4 separate regions of the Mus musculus genome follow, and all the other regions are linked to region 1. Evidence: chromatin contacts called from public Hi-C and promoter capture Hi-C data. All regions are on one chromosome and are shown on one strand. Each heading gives the region's core, a stretch centred on a gene start, on an enhancer-like site or on the middle of the called end of the contact. The rest is flanking DNA. Distances are from core to core; before and after follow the strand shown.

Region 1 (2,946 bases), core at 161-2,660:
ACTCATTACTTTGACCTCTGTAGTCGTAGTAATATGTATATAAATAATAACATCAACATTAATGTTCCATATTGATATCGATATTAATGTTAACATAGTTTAATGTATTAGCATTTCATTATTTATTAGGTGCTAACATTTACTATTGATTCTTATATGTCAGGAAAGCATATTAGTGAAGAACTGGGAGTGCCTATAATCCCAGCCCTTGGGATGGAAGTTCAAGAGTCAGAAGTTCAAGGTCATTCTAACCTGTGTAGAAAGTTCAGACTGGCTTGTGGGCACATGAGACTCCATCTCAGGTAAACAACAACCCCTCCAACTAAAAACCAAAAAGTCCCTCCAACAATAATAACAACAAACCCTCAGTAAATATATTCATGAATTGCATATTACCATGCTAACCCTTTTATTTATTTTGCCATACTGGAATTGAACCCAGGGTTTTGTGCATGCTAGATAAGTGCTCCATACTATCCTCCTAGGCTGGTGTTGAATTCACTCTGAAGCTTTTCTGGACAAGCGTGTGGTCCTGATCTCTCAGACTCCTGAGTGCCCGAGATCACACTCTCAGGCCACCAAGCTCTGAGAACTATCCCTTTAATCGTTTTTTTTTTCTAAGTTATTTTATATGCAATGAAAATAAGGCTTAGAGGAGTTGGGTGACTCTCCCCAGTCACATATATTAGAATTCGTACCACAGTTTACATTTTAAATGATGTCTTTAAATATTACTTTTTTGGCCACTTTTCATCGTGTTTAATGTTTTTCCATTTCTCCGTGTACACTGAAGAGAGTTTGGACTAAGCCAGTAATGACCTGGTGACCTTGAAGATTTCTGAGGTTCCTGTTAGTGTCCTTGCTGCTGTGGGCTTTGGAGGCCTGCAGTAACCATCCCTCCTACTCAGACGTGACTTCTGTACTCTTCCATGGGATTTTCCTTCTCCCGGGCTGCTGGACACTGTGCATTGGGTGTGAGCTGGTGATAGCTTGGTTACTGTACTGAGCCCAAGAAGAGAGTTTCTACAGACAACTGTGTCGAGGGTAAGAAGTGACAAGGGAAAGGAGGAAACAGCTTGAGATTCATTAAAGTTCATTATTGAAATGCTCTCCTTTTCTTCTGGTGGGAAAACACTTTGAGGATCTCCATGGGATGAATGGGCCGTACAAGTACCACAGGTTGTCGGCATGCCAACCTCATTCATCTGCAGGAGCTGGGGGCGGGGTTTGTATAGTTTCTAGGGTCTTTCAAGTTTCCCTTCCCAGAAGTGGTTGACTCTAACAAATCGTTCAGGAGGAACGTCTCTCTAATGTATTTTTGTATGGGAGGACTTCCTGGGGCAGAGGGAGTCATGTGTATCAGCCGGTCTCTGTTCATTGTGCAAAGGCCTGCAGCCATCTGGACCACCCAGGGCCTGTGTTTTTCTAAGAAGGGCAGGATGAAGGACAGGGGATTGACACCTCAGCCCCAGGGCGATGACCAGATGGCAAACTGCTTGTTTTCACTGGATTCAGAGCAACTGAATGGCCCCGGGAAAGCCAGTGTGGTTTTTGTCTTCAGCACCCAACCATCTTCCTCGTCCAAGACAGAGGTCTCTTCTCAGGCAGCAGCAAGGTCACTCAGATGATGACAGTGTGAAGCAGTGTCCACGGTGTCCGTGGCACGGCCAGGGAATTCAGAACGCTAGCCCTGGTGCCTGCATCTCACTGAGGCGAAGCCCTGCTGTGGAGCCAGAGGTGGAGAACGAGTGGTCTGGTCGTGTTGCTGCCGGACCAGCCGCCCAGCTTCTCAGGCTTAATGAAACAGGGTGCAAACAGACCTTGTCAGACGAAATGAATTATGGGAAGGAGAAGCTTAATGGATATCTTCTGCCATGACTCTGTGCCTTTGCTCTCAGGAGATCCTCCAACACTTTTCAGATGTGAAATGCAAAACCTAAAAGATGCCGAATGTGGATATGCCTAAAACGGAAGTAATCCATCTATCTATCTCTTAGTACACCAGAATAAGTGTGCATAACGGTGTACATGTGTGCAGCGATCTGTCCTTGTCCTCTGCTGGCCTCCAGGTCCTCCACTGTCTGGCAGCCCCACTGCTTTTTAGCCACACGCTTCCTGCCAGTATAAATGTATTAAGCAAGGAAACACATAGACAAAGTCTAGCTCATCGGGGCGTCTCAGTAATAAATTCTTAATTTTAAGCATTCTTTCTGAAAGATTTTTCTTTCAGCGTACACACACACACACACACACACACACACACACACACACACACACACACACACACACACACCTGGGTCTGGATGGATGTAATTGTAGGGCAATTTTACTGCCTGCTTATATACACTACTTTCTAGCAGTGAATTTCAAGGCCAGCAGAGGGCACCAAAGCACAACGGAGAGGCAGCAATACAAGCTCTAGTAGTGTTGTTTTGGTTCATGGTCTCTGGACAGGCTCACAGGTTAGCTTGACCAAACTCTGTTTTTCAGTCACTTGTGTCCTCTTCAGATTTTCAAGCTGATGGATTTGTCACTTCTCTCTTTGCTGTGAGAAAATACATTACAAACCATCTTAAAGAATAGTATATTTTGGCCTACAGTTTTAGGGCAAGGTCCGTCACAGTGCAGAAGGCATAGTACAAGGAGCCCGGGTGACTAGTGAGTGACATTGCATCTGAAGTGATGAAATAGAGAGGTGGGTGATGAGGCTCAGCTGGTCACTTCTCTTTTCCATTTTCATTTGGTCTCAGACCTTAGCCCATGATGCCACCCACACTCAGAATGGGTCTTTAGATTTCAGTTAAATCTTTCTGGAAGCATGCTTACAGACATACCTCTGGATTGACAGTCAGGGTTAATCATTGAGCCTTTAGGGAGAATGGCAAAGGCAGAGATTTGGATAACTGTTCCTGATGTCTAAATTGGAAGTGACGATGTTGGTTATCA
Region 2 (2,946 bases), core at 245-2,744, 2.0 Mb after region 1:
AGTTCAAGGCCAGGCCGGTCTACAGATAAAGAGTTCCAGGAGAGCAAGGGTTATATGGAAGCAAAACTCTCACAATGGGAACCCAGAATAACTTTTATAAAAACTTACAACATTCAAATATCAGGAAGGAATAGTAATGTAGTTGAGGTTTTCTTTAAGATACCCCCATAGCCCTGTGCCTCTCAAGTCAACAAGTCTTTCTTGTACTCCTAGGTTATCAAACTGACTGATTTCCAAAAAAATGCTGTGTCAGACTTTGGGGGTGGGGGGTGGTGGTGGATAGGAGAGGAATTTCATTACCATTACACTTCTGTACTTACCAGGGAATGTACTGTCATCTGGATGGATTGAATCGCTGATGCTTCTCTTCAAGAGGTGATAAATATTGGTTGCGGTCAAATCTATAAAAATAAAGACCTGACTCAGTCATCTAACTCAAGAGTTAACATAATCTAGGGCCTGTTTCCATTTCACTATCAGAGGATCTGAAGGCCAGTAAGTTGTAGACAGAATACATGTTGACCAAGTCTATTCAAGTGCTGACACCGCAGAGAAAACAGCCAAGTCTCCTCATTTGTATATGCTAATCAGTAACAAGAAATCAAAACTTCCTTCCAAAAGAAGTATATACGAACTATATACATTTCTTCCTAAAAATGTCTGCTTAATCAAAACAAGGAAAACGTAATATTGAGATTAGTCAAGTACGCCAAAAAAGCAATGCAGCTAAAATCTTTTAAAGCTGGTCATTTCTCTTTTTTTAGTGTGGAATGTTTCCTTCATAGAATGTAAAACTCAGATCTGCAGAACCTATCATTTCTTTCTGTGCTTTCTTCAAGGTGGTAGGAACGCCAAGGGACACTTCTTTCTGCAAGCATACCTTCCCTAAAAGCAAAAATTCGATGACTATGCCACCAGAAGATTCAACCAGGCAAATATTCAGTTCACCAAGCACTTGGGACACTGGCATCTAATACCCACAACTTTATATCTTTTCCATTGACATACTACTGCTCAGTTCTTATAGAAACTACTTCAGAGAGTTAGTTGCACGTTCCCGGGACCATTCGACCTATGCGCCTCCCTCCGGGATTTCATCAGAAACTCAAATCCTTCGCTTCCCCGCCGCCGGTCGTTCCCGCCTCTTCTCCGCCCAGAGCTTACCGGGCTGTTTGTCGGTGCTCTCCAGGGATGTCGCCTCAGTGCCAGGCTCGATCTCCCCACCCGCCACGGATCGAAACTTCCCTTCCCTCCAGGTGACCAGCAGCAAGTACCGATCCATCCTCTTCGCGCCCGGACTCAGTGTTAGGTCTCAAAAGAGCCGCGCGCAACGTGCACTTCCGGTTTCCTGCCGCTCAGGTTGGCTGCAAAATAATGTCCTACGTCGGTTTTCCCGCCAATTATTGTGGGAAATTATTCTCTCAGGAGCCACACTCTCTGCTCCTCTCATAACGAAACCGCTACCGGCGGGGACCCGAGTGTGGCGGGGAAGCAGATGAGCGCACGCGACGGCAGTAGGAACCTTCATGCTCGGGTGTCTGTGTTTCCCGCCGGACCCGTGGTGCTGGTTCCCCGGCGGGGCGGGTGCAAAGTAAAGGACGCCGCGGGTCGGAGAGCATGTCCAGCTTCTCTAGGGCGCCCCAGGTGAGTTTGCGCGTTTCGGGCAGGATAGTGTGCTCAGTACGCTGGCGAAAATGAAGAGCAGTGTTCACAGGGATTTAGTGCAGAAGCTGAGCTTTCAGGGAAGCTGACACCCGTACCCAAGAAATGCTTTAGGAGTCACTTACCAGAGGGTTGTGAGTCTGCCTACCACTTGATATCTTTGTTTTGGCTCCTTTCTCTCCTCAGTCTGCCCCTTTCGTGTCTTTTGTTCCTTGCGGAAAGAGAGCTAAAGTGAAATAATAGGTTGAATGACGTGGGGCAGTAAAAACCACTAAAAGATGTTTATTTTTGTTTAGTACAGTAGGGGAGGGGGAAGGGAAGGTGTGGAGCTGTAGCTGATGTAGCGTAGCATGCCTGGGTTCCATCCCCAACACCGCATAAACCTGGAATTATGGTGCACGCATGTTATCCTAGCACTTGGGAGGTGGAGGGAGAAAGATCCGAAGTTCAAGGCCAGCCTTCTCCGATACTTAGTGAGCTTGAAGTCAAGCCTGCGCTGCTTAAGACTGTTTATAAAGAATGAAGACCTGTTGTAGAGTTTTGACCTAGAAGTCTTAGGCATCAGAAGGATCAAGCAAGCACTCAAGCCGCCAGGTGGAAGATAAACTGTTCACAGATGGGAGATCTTTGAAGGGCTAAAGGGAGAATTCAGTTAGAATTCTATTTTAGTGTACCACACAAAATACTCATTTTACAAGTCAGGCTGAAACATTGGAGTTCTAAGAAGTCCACAATATATATTAAAGATTTGAATGTGGGTGTAAAGAGAAACAAGAATAACTTTTAAGAATTCTGGTTTGGGCAACCGGAAGGCTGACTCATAGGGAATACTGAAACTGAAGCAGATTCTAGATAGAAGAGAAAGAATTAGTTTCTGATATGTTAATCCAAGACAACTCCTAGCCTAACACTACTTGAAGTACATTTCCTTTAAATGTAGTTGTTACCTGTCTATAATCAGGTAAATAACAGATGTGAATATTTAAAACTTTGACAGCAAGTTGACATGTGGCAGTATTTCTATTATTTATCAAGCTTTTTTAAAGTATTAGTTCACATGGAATGTGGTAAACTTGTCTTTTGCGTATGCATAGGCTAGTTTAAAATTTAGGATAACTAATATGAAACCACAAGCTTATAAGTGTATTTTTCTAGCATATAATCCTTGTGTATATGCATATGAAAGTACCTGGACAAGATCTTTCTGGAATAGAGATAATTTCCTTAGTTTGGAGGCATTGAAGACAGTGATTTTATCAGATGACCTAAAGATGTCTTGGAAGA
Region 3 (2,946 bases), core at 182-2,681, 1.5 Mb after region 1:
ATTCAACAATTAACGGTGAGTGTATCTTATCATCTGAGGCTGCAGCTAGTTGTCCTGGGGATTCCCTATAATCTCTAAGGAGGCCCACAGACTCACCTGATTTAACCTGGATTTCTTTCCTTATCCAGAAACTGACCAGGACCTACAGTAGTGTGGACTTTTCTGAACTTTCTTCTCCATCTTCCTTGATATCATCTATTATTTGTACTTTGATTTCATTTTTAGGTACAAGGTTTTAGTAATTACTTATTCTGTTGAATCAGCAAATTTTTCAATTAGAATCGCCTCATCTTGTTTGTAAAGATAAGTTTAATTAATGCTAGGTCATTTCATCCATAAAAGCTTCTTAAATGAATATACATAAACTACAACGGAGACATGGAGACAGAAGGCCTAAATGACTCCCCTCCTTCTGAAGTAGCTTCTATGTCCCCCAGTATACCTCCTGAACTGTGGCAGGAGTCTCCAGTGTCATGACACAGGCAAGCCACATACTAAACCTGGGGAGTCCCCCCGGAGAGTGGTAGCCAAGCTCAGGTAGGACAGCCAAGAAGCACAAGCTGTAGCTGCCTACTAATCAAAGAAGTTGTAATTGTTTTAAAATATGTTAGGTCATTTCATTAAAAATTAACGTTAACTGTTGGCCTGAATCCAGAAGAGTGGGAAAATGCACTGTAGGGTGATAGTCCTAACACTTTACCCAGAGGTTCTCATGACTCTGTCCTAAGATCAAGAAAATCCCTATGGCTTAGAGACTTTGAGCCACTGGGTACACAGACAGAAACTGAATAAAGACCACTTTCCTCAAATAATGATGAGTTTAGTACAACCCAACACTTACAGTAATCGTTCAGATGGGACAAATCTTTACCATCCTCTAAAACCTGCCGCAAAGGGCCATGGGATTCTCTGCTGTAACACAGAAGAACTGCGAAGGTTATTCCACTGGCTTTCGTGGGTATTAATCCTACCCTGTTTAGTCTCTTCAGCTGGTAGGAGCCCTTTGGGGGCACGTTAAGATAGCACAAACGCACAGCCCTTCTCAAGAATATATATCACATACATATATTTTCACCACTAAAGTCTTATCATATGATCCGCCCTCTCTGAAGTAAGTCTGTTCTACCTGTGGGACCATTGGTATTCAGGGAAACAAACACCAAACACCCTAGGGCTTCACTTTGTCCGGTGTTACCACCTGGTGCCAATAGATGGCAGCAATACCAAGGGACTGCGTAGCCATGGCCGCGGGGAATGTTTTGTGTTACCTTTTCAGTCTAGGTTGTTTTGGTTTTAAGGGCTCAGATCTGTGCCCAGGAAAACATGGTGGTGGGTAGATAAACAGCCTGGAAAATCCTCTCTATTGTCTCACTTCATGTCTTCTCCCACTGTTTCCTGCCAGAGAACTGCTTTCTGGGGTCAAAATTCCCTCTAGGCAGAGTGTGAGGAAATACTAATACATTGCCATCTTCTGTCGGTCTAACACTAGAGTTTGATTGTTCTAATGATACAAGAAGGATAAAAACCTACTGGAGCAAAGAGTCTGTGTCACGTGGTTTGTGCGAGCATATTTGAAGGCGCCTTGGACAATACGATCCCTCTCCCCCTCCCCCTCCCTTCCCCCCCTCTCCCTCTCCCCCCACCCCCCCCCCCTCTCTCTCTCTCTCATATTTTTTTTCTAACTTTAGCCCAGATTGCTTCATTCAGGAGGACTTAAAATTGCTCACCTTACATAAACTCAAGGATAACGCACAAAAGGGAAGAAAGGGGGATTCCCATTGATGAGATTTGAACTAGATAAAATATCTGAAGACTTTCCTGGGAGAAGAAGAAAAATAAAAGGAAAAAGGAAAAAACAGTGGGTTGTCCTAAAGGAACCAACTTCCACTGAGCTGGGTAGAGTTCTCTTGACCAATAGTCGGCTCTGGTTGACTAATGAGAACAGAAAGGACATGATAACACAGCTGCCACAGAAGCAGAGACACAAACCCCACTGCCCTGTCTTCTTCATCAGTAATCAAGATGGTTTCTGAAGCAGAAGGAAGTTCTTCAAGGAACTGGTAGGCCTTGACAATGAAGTCCTTATCTTGACGTGGGCAATAGGGGTATTTCTGGTACTTTTGAGTATAATCTAATATTAGCCAAAATAGCTACCCGTCAAAGACAATGCTGCTAAGCATAGCTTCCCTTTTATTATTTTTGCATTCATTTTACCCAAATTCTGTTTTCTCACCTCAAGTGACCCCTCAAAGAATGCTCTATAGGAACCGAAAAGCCCAGTCTGAATCAGACCTACCTTGTTTCATGTATCGTTTTGTGTTTGTAATAAGCTTAGCCCAGATACTGTGTCTCTTTAACTCTAGGCCTGCCATTGTGTGTTGTTAGTAGACCAGAGTTCAGAGCTCGCTCACTATCACGCAAAATACATTTAATAATCATGGTATACAATCTGATAAGCAAGCCATCTTTCAAATGGACCCGAGTGTCCTCCAAAATGCACTTTTCCCTCTGGACTGTTCAGCTCAGGATCCACTGAGCTCATTGGTGTCAGTCTCCCCTGTCCTTGGGGGTTCATAGTACTTCCCCTTGGCCTTCTGCCATGCACGTGTTCCTCTGTCCTGAAAAGAAAATGGAAATTTTGGGCCATAGAACGTTTCAAATAATAGGTGCACTGATGCTATACTGTCAAATAATTTATTCTTCTGTGACCATGCACAATTAATACAAACGTGTGATTAGAGTACAGAGTTTATTCTCTGTGTAGGGAGGATCTGACCCCGTTTCAGTTGTATTTGTCTCAGGACTCCCATGATTCCAGCTCTCCCCACTTGCTGATGTTAGAACTGATCAGTGAGCAGGGAAAATGTTCATCTGATAAGCCTCCATGGTCAGGGTTCCTGTCACTCATTAGTTAGTGGTCCATGGATGATCATTGTCTAGGTCCAG
Region 4 (2,946 bases), core at 293-2,792, 1.2 Mb after region 1:
AGTAAAGGCTGTGGAGGAGCAAGAAGTAGGGGTAAGACCAGTTCATGCTGATAAGAAGTTCAAAGCCTAGACACTTGATCCAGCTTTTTCTATCTCCCACACACATGCTGCAGACGGGGCTTTGCTCCCAACAATCAACAGGCTGACCGCTGACCACTGTCTATGATGAGACTTGAAAATCTATAGGTGGAACAACATTATGAACTAACCAGTACCCCGGAGCTCTTGACTCTAGCTGCATATGTATCAAAAGATGGCCTAGTCGGCCATCTCTGGAAAGAGAGGCCCATTGGACACGCAAACTGTATATGCCCCAGTACAGGGGAACGCCAGGGCCAAAAAAAAAAAAAAAAAAAAAAAAAAATGGGAATGGATGGGTAGGGAAGTGGGGGGGGGAGGGTATGGGGGACTTTTGGGATAGCATTGGAAATGTAATTGAGGAAAATATGTAAATAAAAATAAATAAATAAATAAAAGACAAAAAAAAAGAAAAAAGGAAAAAAGAAAAAAGAAAATCTAAAACAGTGGTTTTCTTTTCTCTAGTCTGTCATAAATTCCAATATATATATATATATATATATATATATATATATATATATATATATATACTGGAGCAATGAGGTCTAAATCCTTCTTGACAAACACAGGACACCTCTGAGACTTTTTCCTGTCATCTACACCCAAGATCCTCTTATATGAAGTCATCTCTCTGTCTAAGAGTCCTAAACAGTCTGTAAGTGAGCTCATCTTCAACACTCTTTACATAGTACAGTTGTGGGCCTTAAATACATTATTAAAGAAGTGATCTTTGCAGACAATGGAGCAGGGGATGGGGCACAGATAGTGAAATAATTCTATTCCTACACTCAAATAGTGGTTTCCTAGAAAAATAAAGCTAATTTTTGGAGGGCAGAAACATTGAGTAGGGTATATCATCTGCATGAAAATGTTCACTGCAGGAAATGGATGCTTCCATGGGTTGCAGAGGTAGTTAGCTTTGTCACTGAACCAATGTCATCATATCCTTGCCTTAATTTAACCCTATTAACTAGAAGAAAACCACGTGACAAAGCCTTGGGCTTAAAGGTGGGGCAAGATTTCTCTGAATGCCCTTTCTAAGAACTCAAACCCTTCCAAATTACAAGGGTCTCAAGAACTCAGCCATGCTTTGACGTTAACCAAACTTTCAAATGATTTTGAGGGGAGGAAAGCAGAAAGGAGGGGTATATTTTGGGGTCAGATAAATCAAAGCACATTTGGCCAGACACTGCCCCCCTTCATTTCCCAGCACATGTGGATTTCCAGGGAAATTGAATCCATGTGTTCCTGATTCATTTACATTTAACTCTTCAAAATGCTTTGTAAGCCCTCCAAGAAGCCTTCAGCATATTGAGCGAGGGAGCTGAACCTTGTTAGCCATACAAGCACCTAAAATGTTGAATGAATGGGACTAGCTTTTAAGGACAATGAAGGAAGGTCAAGAGCTTCAAGAATCTAGTATATCCCCCTTAATTTCTGAGCTCCAACTGCCTGCCTTGAATGAGATGTACATAGAATAAGTATAATTGTATGTGGGAAACCATTGAGCCAGGAGTCGCCTGCCTTAACAGTTGCCTATGCACAAACTGATTCCTGGACACTGGAGGAAGATTTGTGTTCCCCAATAGTTTCTTTCTTCCTCTTTCTTCCCCTTCTTTCCTGAAGTTACAGTGCTGCCTGCCACCACTGCCCCTGCATCTCTGATAAGAATTGATGAGACCCTGGGGAGTGTGGGAAGTCTCTGGCTTCAGCCACTTGGCAGGAGCTCCACACAGACTCTGATCTTCCTCCACATGCTGGAAATCCCTAGAAATCCTTTGACAGAGAGGAGGTTCAGAAGGGCAGTCTTCCTGTTCGCATGTCTATTCAAAGAAAACCAGCATAAATATAGGAGAAAAAAAATGAGACTGGCCACCACACTGAATACTTCAACAAAGCACCAGCCTTCATAAGAACATACTTCCTGTGGGGTATAGAAACATCTCTGTTCACCCACTTTCCTCATCCCACACGTCTGAACGCAGTCACAAGAGGATCTAGGCCATCTTCAAATAGCAAAAGTGATTTTTGCAAAAATTTAAACACCCTTTATTATCTGATAATAGTTCATGTGCCTAACTCACAAACAGGACTGGTTTCTGAAAGATAAAATGCCAGAATCCAGATAGAAATATTATTATTTCTCCCCATCTTTTCAGATGCTCTGTACCTACAATGTACTCACTAGCCTGGGCTATGAGCAAACATTTCTGAGAGTATTTAGTTTTATTATACCAAAGTGTTTTATAACATGAAAAACATTGCTACCAACTCCTGAGGCAACTGTTCATTAATTAACCCAGGTAATTTTTCACTCAATAAGCCATAAGGACTCTTTTAGAGTTTAAACCCCATGAGGATTCTTTCCATTTTAGTACTAGAATTCACCACCATGTAGATGCTCAAAAATATTCTAAATTTCTTAAAGAGGTTATACCATATGCTGGCTGTAGTCTGTAAAACTGCACCCATGGTCCAGAATTAATAAACCAGGCATAGACTCTTAGGATCTCCACCTTGCATAGGAAGAAGTGGAAGTCTAGAAACAATAAGCCTTTGAGGCTAATAAGAGTGGAAGCTCAGGCTTGAACTTAGGTTGCCTCATTAGATTAACCTCTGTTCTAAGAAAGCTCAGAATGTGAGCTTTATTCTTAATTAGATGATTTCAACTTGGACCATAGAAGGGCCTGACTAATGTCTGTAAGCAGTCACCTCAGTGATGGCAAGCAATTCTTTTTGATCTTCCTGGGATGAAATCACCTCTGCAGACATCCATCCACAAACATGCACTAGCCATTTGCAGAGTACTGATATTGATAAAGCTAAATGCATGCATCAATGCAAGATGAATCATTTATCTAAATATTG

What was found. Promoter capture Hi-C pulls out the DNA fragments that hold promoters and counts their contacts. Hi-C and Micro-C count contacts between places; a contact is called where the count stands out from the background.
Region 2: a contact with region 1 is called in a promoter capture Hi-C map of second pharyngeal arch cranial neural crest. The contact joins the promoter of Mtbp here to the enhancer-like site in region 1. A contact is called at or near these places in 12 of 39 promoter capture datasets (the 3T3-L1 cell line, 3T3-L1-derived adipocytes, the C10 cell line and 8 more), 8 of 484 Hi-C or Micro-C datasets (B cells, the C2C12 cell line, the N1E-115 cell line and 5 more), 6 of 115 datasets of contacts at active chromatin or transcription factors (acute myeloid leukemia, astrocytes, embryonic forebrain and 3 more) and 1 of 9 other capture datasets (liver).
Region 3: a contact with region 1 is called in a Hi-C map of the N1E-115 cell line, with 4 times the contacts expected there. The contact joins two enhancer-like sites. A contact is called at or near these places in 1 of 15 datasets of contacts at CTCF or cohesin (the NIH/3T3 cell line) and 2 of 484 Hi-C or Micro-C datasets (the N1E-115 cell line and spermatogonial stem cells).
Region 4: a contact with region 1 is called in a Hi-C map of the N1E-115 cell line, with 10 times the contacts expected there. The contact joins two enhancer-like sites. A contact is called at or near these places in 4 of 39 promoter capture datasets (the 3T3-L1 cell line, embryonic stem cells and hippocampal neurons), 4 of 15 datasets of contacts at CTCF or cohesin (the NIH/3T3 cell line, embryonic stem cells, large pre-B cells and 1 more), 123 of 484 Hi-C or Micro-C datasets (the 3T3-L1 cell line, the 4T1 cell line, the AML12 cell line and 69 more), 4 of 115 datasets of contacts at active chromatin or transcription factors (PVALB interneurons, astrocytes, epiblast stem cells and 1 more) and 1 of 9 other capture datasets (embryonic stem cells).

The regions. Positions count from the first base shown.
Region 1 is chr15:57,508,140-57,511,085 of GRCm38.p6, reverse strand. No RefSeq gene overlaps it. Among named protein-coding and RNA genes, the nearest start is that of Gm35627, 8.6 kb to the left of the region's middle. Within about 2 kb of position 1,410, at least 17 of the 459 cell types and tissues checked have an H3K27ac peak or open chromatin away from gene starts, as enhancers often do. A contact at or near this core is called in the N1E-115 cell line and second pharyngeal arch cranial neural crest, where this site is marked.
Region 2 is chr15:55,555,956-55,558,901 of GRCm38.p6, reverse strand. Mtbp (Mdm2, transformed 3T3 cell double minute p53 binding protein) reads right to left here and starts at 1,494. Exons shown (of 22, transcript NM_134092.3): 1 at 1,165-1,494; 2 at 321-401. The coding sequence starts at 1,282. Mrpl13 (mitochondrial ribosomal protein L13) reads left to right here and starts at 1,590. Exons shown (of 7, transcript NM_026759.3): 1 at 1,590-1,644. The coding sequence starts at 1,618.
Region 3 is chr15:56,045,341-56,048,286 of GRCm38.p6, reverse strand. No RefSeq gene overlaps it. Among named protein-coding and RNA genes, the nearest start is that of Gm46516, 120 kb to the right of the region's middle. Within about 2 kb of position 1,431, at least 30 of the 459 cell types and tissues checked have an H3K27ac peak or open chromatin away from gene starts, as enhancers often do. A contact at or near this core is called in the N1E-115 cell line, where this site is marked.
Region 4 is chr15:56,333,562-56,336,507 of GRCm38.p6, reverse strand. No RefSeq gene overlaps it. Among named protein-coding and RNA genes, the nearest start is that of Gm41326, 75 kb to the left of the region's middle. Within about 2 kb of position 1,542, at least 13 of the 459 cell types and tissues checked have an H3K27ac peak or open chromatin away from gene starts, as enhancers often do. A contact at or near this core is called in the N1E-115 cell line, where this site is marked.